Regions from separate parts of the Sus scrofa genome. Here region 2 is linked to region 1. Evidence: chromatin contacts called from public promoter capture Hi-C data. All regions are on one chromosome and are shown on one strand. The core of a region is the stretch at or near the end of the contact, and the rest is flanking DNA. Distances in the headings are between cores, read along the strand shown. Region 1 holds the start of EFNA1 (ephrin A1). Region 2 holds the start of ZBTB7B (zinc finger and BTB domain-containing protein 7B).

Region 1 (3,663 bases), core at 1,022-3,521:
TCTCTCCCTCCAGGACAAGATTGGGTCAAAGAAGCAAAGAATAGACAGAAAAAGTGGGGGGGGGGCTGATGGCACTGCCCTGTCGGGTGGCCCGATGGGCCAAAGAGCTTTGGCCTCTGGGGTGGGCAGCTGGCTGTTCCCTCCCTGAACAACAAACCATGGATGACAGACCCCTGACCAGGCAATGCTGCCCCAGGGTCACAGGAAACTGGCACGATCTATTTCTCAAGGGGAGTGGGGGCCTGCCAGGGCTGGGGGGTGGCCAGGCGGAGTGCAGAGGTTTTCCTGGGACCCCAGGTGCCCAGCCCTCCTCTCCCTCCTCCACCCTGCCCCCTGCTCCTGTTTTCCCCGCAAATATTGTTCCCATAACTTCAGAAAACTCAAGAACAAAGAACAAAGGGTCCGATGGAGCTTCTTCCTCCCAGTACCATTTGCCTCACAGCCCTAAACCTGCCCAGGAGAAATTAACTCCTTCCTGCCCAAAGCCCTTCGTAACCCTTTAACCCCCTTCCCGGCCTTTGGAACCTTTCCCATGACCTCGCTCCCCTATTCTCTCCAGTTTTACTACCTGAATCTCAGAAGCAGGTGACTCCCCAAAGCCTACGCACACAGAGCATGTACCTCACTTGTGCCACCCAAAGGGCCCTTGGTGGTGCTGGTGGTGGGGTCTTTCCAGGGACACTTTAAATACAGAATGAACACTTAATACCTGCACCCAGGTCCCTGCTGAAGGGTCCTCGCAGGATTACAGTGAGCATTCTGCCTACTCCTAATGTCGAGACCTGTCAGTGTAGGCAGATGGCCAAGTGACACCCAAGGAGAGGCACAGGGGCTTTCACCGTGGAAGGGCCTAGAACAAGAGCTCTGGCGGCCAGGGAGAGTGGCCCCTGCTGGAGGCAGGAACTGCTCAGCGTGGGTCCCTCACTTCGGAGTAACAGGGGTGCCAGAGGGAAGGAAAGAAGCGCAGAAACCGTGCCTGTGCAAGCCGACGCGGGCAGGGTCCCGCCTGGGGGTGGGGTACTGCCAGTTACGGGGGAGAAGGAAATCCACGGGATCCCTCCCGCCGCCGGTCACCGCCCCCCCCAAAGACTCAGGTTAGGGGGTGGCTGGGACAGTTAACCTGGACACGGGGAGCAGTGCCAACCGGGCGCCCAGGCTGTCGGCCGGAGACTCGGGCTTACTTGGGGTTTGAACTGTTCCAAAAGACGGTGTGGCGGTCAGCAGCGGCCAGACTGCAGCACAGACCCAAGAGAGGGGCCCAGAGGAACTCCATAGCGCGGGGCCTGGCCAGGCCGGCCGGGGACGAGGGGGCTCCTCGGGGTCTAGGTTCCCGCTGGCCTGTTTTCCCCGCAAATATTGTTCCCATAACTTCAGAAAACTCAAGAACAAAGAACAAAGGGTCCGATGGAGCTTCTTCCTCCCAGTACCATTTGCCTCACAGCCCTAAACCTGCCCAGGAGAAATTAACTCCTTCCTGCCCAAAGCCCTTCGTAACCCTTTAACCCCCTTCCCGGCCTTTGGAACCTTTCCCATGACCTCGCTCCCCTATTCTCTCCAGTTTTACTACCTGAATCTCAGAAGCAGGTGACTCCCCAAAGCCTACGCACACAGAGCATGTACCTCACTTGTGCCACCCAAAGGGCCCTTGGTGGTGCTGGTGGTGGGGTCTTTCCAGGGACACTTTAAATACAGAATGAACACTTAATACCTGCACCCAGGTCCCTGCTGAAGGGTCCTCGCAGGATTACAGTGAGCATTCTGCCTACTCCTAATGTCGAGACCTGTCAGTGTAGGCAGATGGCCAAGTGACACCCAAGGAGAGGCACAGGGGCTTTCACCGTGGAAGGGCCTAGAACAAGAGCTCTGGCGGCCAGGGAGAGTGGCCCCTGCTGGAGGCAGGAACTGCTCAGCGTGGGTCCCTCACTTCGGAGTAACAGGGGTGCCAGAGGGAAGGAAAGAAGCGCAGAAACCGTGCCTGTGCAAGCCGACGCGGGCAGGGTCCCGCCTGGGGGTGGGGTACTGCCAGTTACGGGGGAGAAGGAAATCCACGGGATCCCTCCCGCCGCCGGTCACCGCCCCCCCCAAAGACTCAGGTTAGGGGGTGGCTGGGACAGTTAACCTGGACACGGGGAGCAGTGCCAACCGGGCGCCCAGGCTGTCGGCCGGAGACTCGGGCTTACTTGGGGTTTGAACTGTTCCAGAAGACGGTGTGGCGGTCAGCAGCGGCCAGACTGCAGCACAGACCCAAGAGAGGGGCCCAGAGGAACTCCATAGCGCGGGGCCTGGCCAGGCCGGCCGGGGACGAGGGGGCTCCTCGGGGTCTAGGTTCCCGCTGGCTTTCGAGGCGGCTCACTCAGCACCGTGCTCACAGCTCTGGCCCCTACGCCTCGCGACTCCGCCTTTTGGGCCGGCGCCGCCCGACACCCCGCCCCGCCCCCGCCCCGCCCCGCCCCGCCCCGCCCCGCCCGGCGTGCGGCCGCCCTGGGGCCTGGGGGCTGGGGAGGTGGAGGAGGGGAGGGCAGGGGGGAGGTGGAGGAGGGGAGGGCAGGGGGGAGGTGGAGGAGGGGAGGGCAGGGGGGAGGTGGAGGAGGGGAGGGCGGGGGGAAGCCGAGGGGAGCGCGCACCTCGGCCCGACAAATCTACTCAGCGCTGTGTGTTTGCTCACTCGTGGGTCCCTGTGCAGCTTTGTGGGCCTGTGCGGGTTGGTGGGTCAGTGTCCCGGGCGCAGTCGCGTGCGGGAGAAGGGAGCGGACTCCACATGTGGGTCTTGGAGCACGCGGGGGCCGGACCTCCCCGGCGGCGCTGCGTGCGGATCTTGCGGGGTGCGAGGCGGTTGATAGGTCCCGCATCTTTCCTGAGCCTTGCACACCCAAGCTCGGGCGCCCGCGTTCCCACACTCTTCTCCTACCCCAACCCCCTTCCCGGACTCTGCGATCGGCTGCCCCTCCCCACACACGCGGCTGTTTGTTTTTGTTGGGTTTGTCAATGTTGTCTTTGTTCGGGAGATTGTGTCATCGCCTAGATGCCGGGAATAAAGTGCGACCCTGTGTGTGATCAAGTGTGTGTAACATGTGCGGCCAGGGCTAAGGGCGCCTCTGTCCATCAGTGCCTGTGAGAGGGAGGGACATTCGGGATCCTGGGCCTGCGAGAGGGTTCGCTCTTGTTTCTAAAGGGCCAAAGAGCACTAATGATCTGTGTGTGTGTGTGTGTGTGTGTATGCCAACACACGTTGTGTACCCCTGCGAACAGGCTTTGAAATATGGACTGTGAGAATCTGGGCCTGAAGAGTGACAAACTGTAACTACACATGTGCATCTGGCATGTGTAAATACGTGTGATGGCGCGCAAGTGTGAAAGCATTTGTGAGTAGTATCACAGCGGCGTGTGGGGAAGCGTGTGAAACTTTGACGTACGTATGCTAATGTTTGTGAACAGCGCGTGAAGGGGAGGGGAAGCGTGCACAGGCGAGCTGTATCTGGGGGCCGGGGGCTGGGGACAGGCAATGGGTGTTGTTGTGCAGCGTCCCAGGCTGGGCGTCTGGGTCTCCCAGTCAGTCAGGCCCCGGTACCCAGCTCGCCCCCTCCCCCGCGCCGTGTAAACAAACCCTCTGGAATTCGCCTCTCGGGGCTCCTCTCCCCGCCGGGATCTGCTGCCGTCTGGAGC
Region 2 (4,027 bases), core at 133-2,632, 120 kb after region 1:
CCGGGCAGGCACGTGTCCGGGCACAACCCGCTGCCCACGCCGCCCCCCCACACCCAGGCCCCCCCTTCGCTCTGGCCGGGACACGTCGCTCTCTTACTTGGTGTGGGGTGGGAGGGGAGAGAGAAAGCTGGAAATTGAAAGCAGCGCCCCCCACCCCTTTGAATGGCAGCCCTCTGCCAGCGGCGCTCAGACTAGGTTCTACAACAACACAGTAGAGACCCCCACCCGGGGTAGGGGCAGGTGCGCCGGCGCCGGTGGGGGAGACGGGTGGTAGGGAGAATTCTTCCCAGTCGCCCACCCTGGCTCCTAGGTTCTAGGGGCAGGAGCTGGCTTTGAAAAGGTGGCGGCGGTACTGGAGCCTGAACGAAGAGAGTGAGATAGAGGGGCGGCAAAGAGAGGGGTCTTTCTAAGTCATTCGGAGGTTGTCGCTGAGCCCCACTGTCGGCAAGAGAGCGCAGCTCTGGAAGCGCAAGAAACCGAATAGTCCAGCCGGTAACTTTCCCCCAAGCCGCGGCTCCTCCAGTGCTCCCCCCACCCCCCATGCAACTGGCCCGGGTCCAACCCACCGCGCCAGGGGGCGCGGTGGGGGTGGGGGGGAGCGTTGTCCTAGTTAGAGTCCGTCAGCATTTCCATTCCCTCAACTCGGTCGGGTCGGGGGTCTCCCCCTAAAGTCACGAAGGAGACTGGGGGAGCGCTCAGCGCCGCCTCACCCTCTCTCCATCCCGGAGCCGCCAGTCTGTCTGATTCCAGAAGTGCAGAGAAAGTTTCTGCGGGACCCTCGGCCTTGGGTTGGGGGGGGCAGCCGTAGTTCCATCTCTACCTTTCCTCCCAGTTAAAATCAATTCCAAAGACCCGGAGTATTGGGAAGGCACCGGGAAGGGGAGTGGTGGGAATCTGGTCTGCATGCGTGTGTGGGGGGGGTCCCACTTTCAGGACGGACGAAGGACACTGCAGTAGTCTCAAGCCTAGGGGACCCTGAGGCAGGAGACAAAAATGGGGTACACTCACCTCTCCGCCTTTGGGTCCGCTGGCTGGAGCTGCTGAGGCTCAGGGTGTGGGGAGAAACGCGTCCCCGGCCAGGCCCGGGGGCTTGGGGCCCTGCTCCGGTCCTGGTCAGAAGGCCGCGGTCAGTGGCTCGCCGCTCTCTGCTGGGGGGCTCCTCCTCCGCAGCCCTCTGCCTCCTCCTGCCGCCCGCCCCCCCTCGGCCGCTGAGAACCGTACATTCACCTGGCTCCCACCCGCCCCCCCCTCAGGGCCCGCCTCACCTGTCCTGCTGTCTCACCTGTCCTCCTGCTTGCTTTCCCCCCATCCCTCCCCTCCCTCCCCCCGCCCCCTGCCACCCCCCAAACTCCCCCCCACCCTTAGCAACACCCTCTGTCACTTCCTGGTTTTTCACCCGCCCCCCCAGGCCCCCTCCCTCCGCCCAATAAGGACATAAACTTCAACCCCTTGGTCCAGCCAGTCTCTGCAGGGCGCAAATGGATCCCTCCCTCCTTTTTCGCTCTCTTCTTCCAAGCTCTTACTTTGCTCTCCGAGCCTTTCCCACCCTCCTCTTTTCCCTCCTTCCTTCCTTCTCTCTTTCTCCCTTCACCTGCCGCGGTCCTTCTCCCCCCCTCCCTCTCCCTCTCCCTCTCCTCTTGCTCCTATCTCTCCCAGTCCACCTTAACTCTAGCTCCGCCCTCGACCCCCTTCCAGCCCTCCGCCGCAGCTCCGCCCTGCCCCCTGCACTCCACCGCCCTGTCCACCCATTGGCCTGAACACCTGCCCATCTCAAGTGGGTCCCGCCTTGCGTTCTTCCAGGGAGGGGGCGGAGCCGAGGGACTGGCCCGAAACCTGGAGGAGGGGAAGAGGAGGGGGCAGTGTCCGCAGCGGCCAGGGAACCGAGCACCCCCATCAAGGGCTCCCACTCCTCCCAGAGGGGCTTCTGTAGGGTCAGCGCCTCAGGAGGGAAGGGTATGAGGAGGTTAAAGATAGCCTAGGTGGGGGCGAGGCGGGGATTTAGGGGATTGAAGGAGGGGGTCCCGTGAGGGGCTAGAATCAGGTCAGGGCCCCAGGAGGTAGGGGGAGGGGAACCACCCGGCCATCAACTCCAGCTCCTACGCCCCAGCCCCCCGCCCCTTAGAGGGAGCGGGGGAGTTGAGGCTGCAGGCACCCTGCGTCCCTCCCCACGCGTGACAGCGCCCCGCAGGGAGGGAACGGCGCCCTGGGCAAGCAGCCTCTGAGCTCCAGCCGGTGCCCGCTGCGGCCTTGGCATTGTCAGAGGGGAGGGGCCAAGTCCACGAAGGGGGAGGGGGAGGCAAGCACACACTCCTGCTCCCCGCCTCCATCCGTCGTCCCCTAAGTGGAGAAACTGAGTCTCCGTGAAGGAGGGACCTCTGGACTTGAATTCGCTCCGAGATCCAAGTGGCAGGGGGGGGGGGCTGAGTCTTTTAGAATGGGTTTGCGGGGGGACCAGGATATGTACTTCAGTGCCCCCAACTGAGGAAGGTAGCGCGTGTGGGACGCTTCCAACTGGGCCTGCGGCGCTACGTACCCCAAAGAGCCCCTCCCACTAGTGTAAAACGGATTCAAATCCGGCTACCGCGGGCCAGGTTCCGCTCCCCGCGGCCGGCCGGGCCGAACCGGGTCGGACTTGCTTTCTCCAACCCCAGCCCCCTCCGCAGGGGGCCTCCCTCCCTTTCCAGCAGGTGGCTCCGCGGGACACCAGCTCAACCTGTTGGACCACAATGGGCGGCGCCAGGGGGGCCCTGGCCCTCACCCGGGCTGACCCGGGATCCCCGCTCGGGGGGGGGGGGGGAGGGGCGGAGTCCCTTTCCCTCCCTCCCTCTCCCTCCGGCCGTGACTCAGCCTCGGGGCCGCTGCCCTGCTCCCCAGCCAGGGGCGGAAAGTGTGAGGCGCCCCTGAGGGCCCAGGCCAAACCAAACAGCCCCCCACCCCAGACATTATCTCACTGGAGAATTAGGGGGGCTCTAGGAAGGAGGGGTAGCAGCAGCAGGCATGGGGCGCTCTCACTCGGGTGATCCGCTCCAGGTTTTCCTATCGTCCCTGTCCCCCTTGGGTCCCGAGGCTGGTCACTGCTCCGGGTTTTCTTCTCGCCCCGCCGGACAGATACCGGTTCTTGAGGGCTGGGAGCCGATGGTGTCCAGGCCAGGGTTTTTCCCTCCCTTCTCCAGCCGTCGGGGTCGCGCTAGCGTGGGGAAGGGCCGTGCCAGGGGAAAGACGGCTGTGCCAGAAGCACAAGTGAAAAGGACAGGAGCTGCTTCAGGGTTGAGAGGGCATGGCCCGAGGAAATGGGGGGCGGGAAAATGGCTCAGAGAGGGCAGAACCAGGGCCGCCAGAGGGAATAGAAAGGAGGGCGCCTTGGTATCAGCCCTTATTATAGAGAAGCGAAGGGGCCCAGTCCCCCATCTCAGGGGGTCCCACCAGGCGTCTTGTTGGACCCAGCTTGGATATTTAGGCGCCTGGAATGCTGTTCCCCGCTTGAGTCTCGACAGTCTTGGAATCTTCTGTTAGTTCTTCAGTGACCCCCTCTCACGTTTCTCTTCTGTTCACCCCCCCCTTTCTCACTCAGAAGTCAGAGAGGGGAACCCCGACTTGAAATTCCCGCCTACTCCCCCAACTCAGGGCCCTTACCGCGCCAAACCACCGAGAGAGCCGCGGCCAAGAAACGCTGACTGGGGGCCCCGCCCCCTCCCACGAAACCCCGGCTGGGCCCCTGGGGCCTGCCGCCACCCCTGCCCCGCCATCAGCCCCGGACTGGAACTGGGAACTGGGGGGCAGGTTGGGATCTCTAGGGGCCTTCTGGGGATCGGGGAGCGTCCCAGATCCCTATGTTCATGCTTAAATATTCGGGCGACCAATTAGACCTTAGCTTGGGGGGGGGGGAATTAGCGGGAGGTGGGTAAATACCGGGAGAGTGAAGTGGCTGACCAAAGAGAAGGATGAACGCCCAGGCTGGGAGTTAACCCCTTTTAGGAAGGACTGCACACCTGGGGCTGGAGACAGCGATTGGGGTGACGGCCAGATG

Evidence for each region. Promoter capture Hi-C pulls out the DNA fragments that hold promoters and counts their contacts.
Region 2: a contact with region 1 is called in a promoter capture Hi-C map of liver, with 4 times the contacts expected there. The contact joins the promoter of ZBTB7B here to the promoter of EFNA1 in region 1. A contact is called at or near these places in 1 of 5 promoter capture datasets (liver), 3 of 47 Hi-C or Micro-C datasets (epiblast stem cells and liver) and 1 of 2 datasets of contacts at active chromatin or transcription factors (alveolar macrophages).

Annotation. Positions count from the first base shown.
Region 1 is chr4:94,671,171-94,674,833 of Sscrofa11.1, forward strand. It overlaps EFNA1 (ephrin A1), which reads right to left and starts at 2,272. Exons shown (of 5, transcript NM_001123110.1): 1 at 2,181-2,272. The coding sequence starts at 2,272. LOC106510138 (a long non-coding RNA gene) reads right to left here. Exons shown (of 3, transcript XR_001308360.2): 3 at 2,729-2,814. It overlaps LOC102158536 (a long non-coding RNA gene), which reads left to right and starts at 2,806. Exons shown (of 3, transcript XR_002343426.1): 1 at 2,806-3,409.
Region 2 is chr4:94,795,340-94,799,366 of Sscrofa11.1, forward strand. ZBTB7B (zinc finger and BTB domain-containing protein 7B) reads right to left here and starts at 1,383. Exons shown (of 4, transcript XM_021089747.1): 1 at 1,266-1,383; 2 at 1,009-1,109.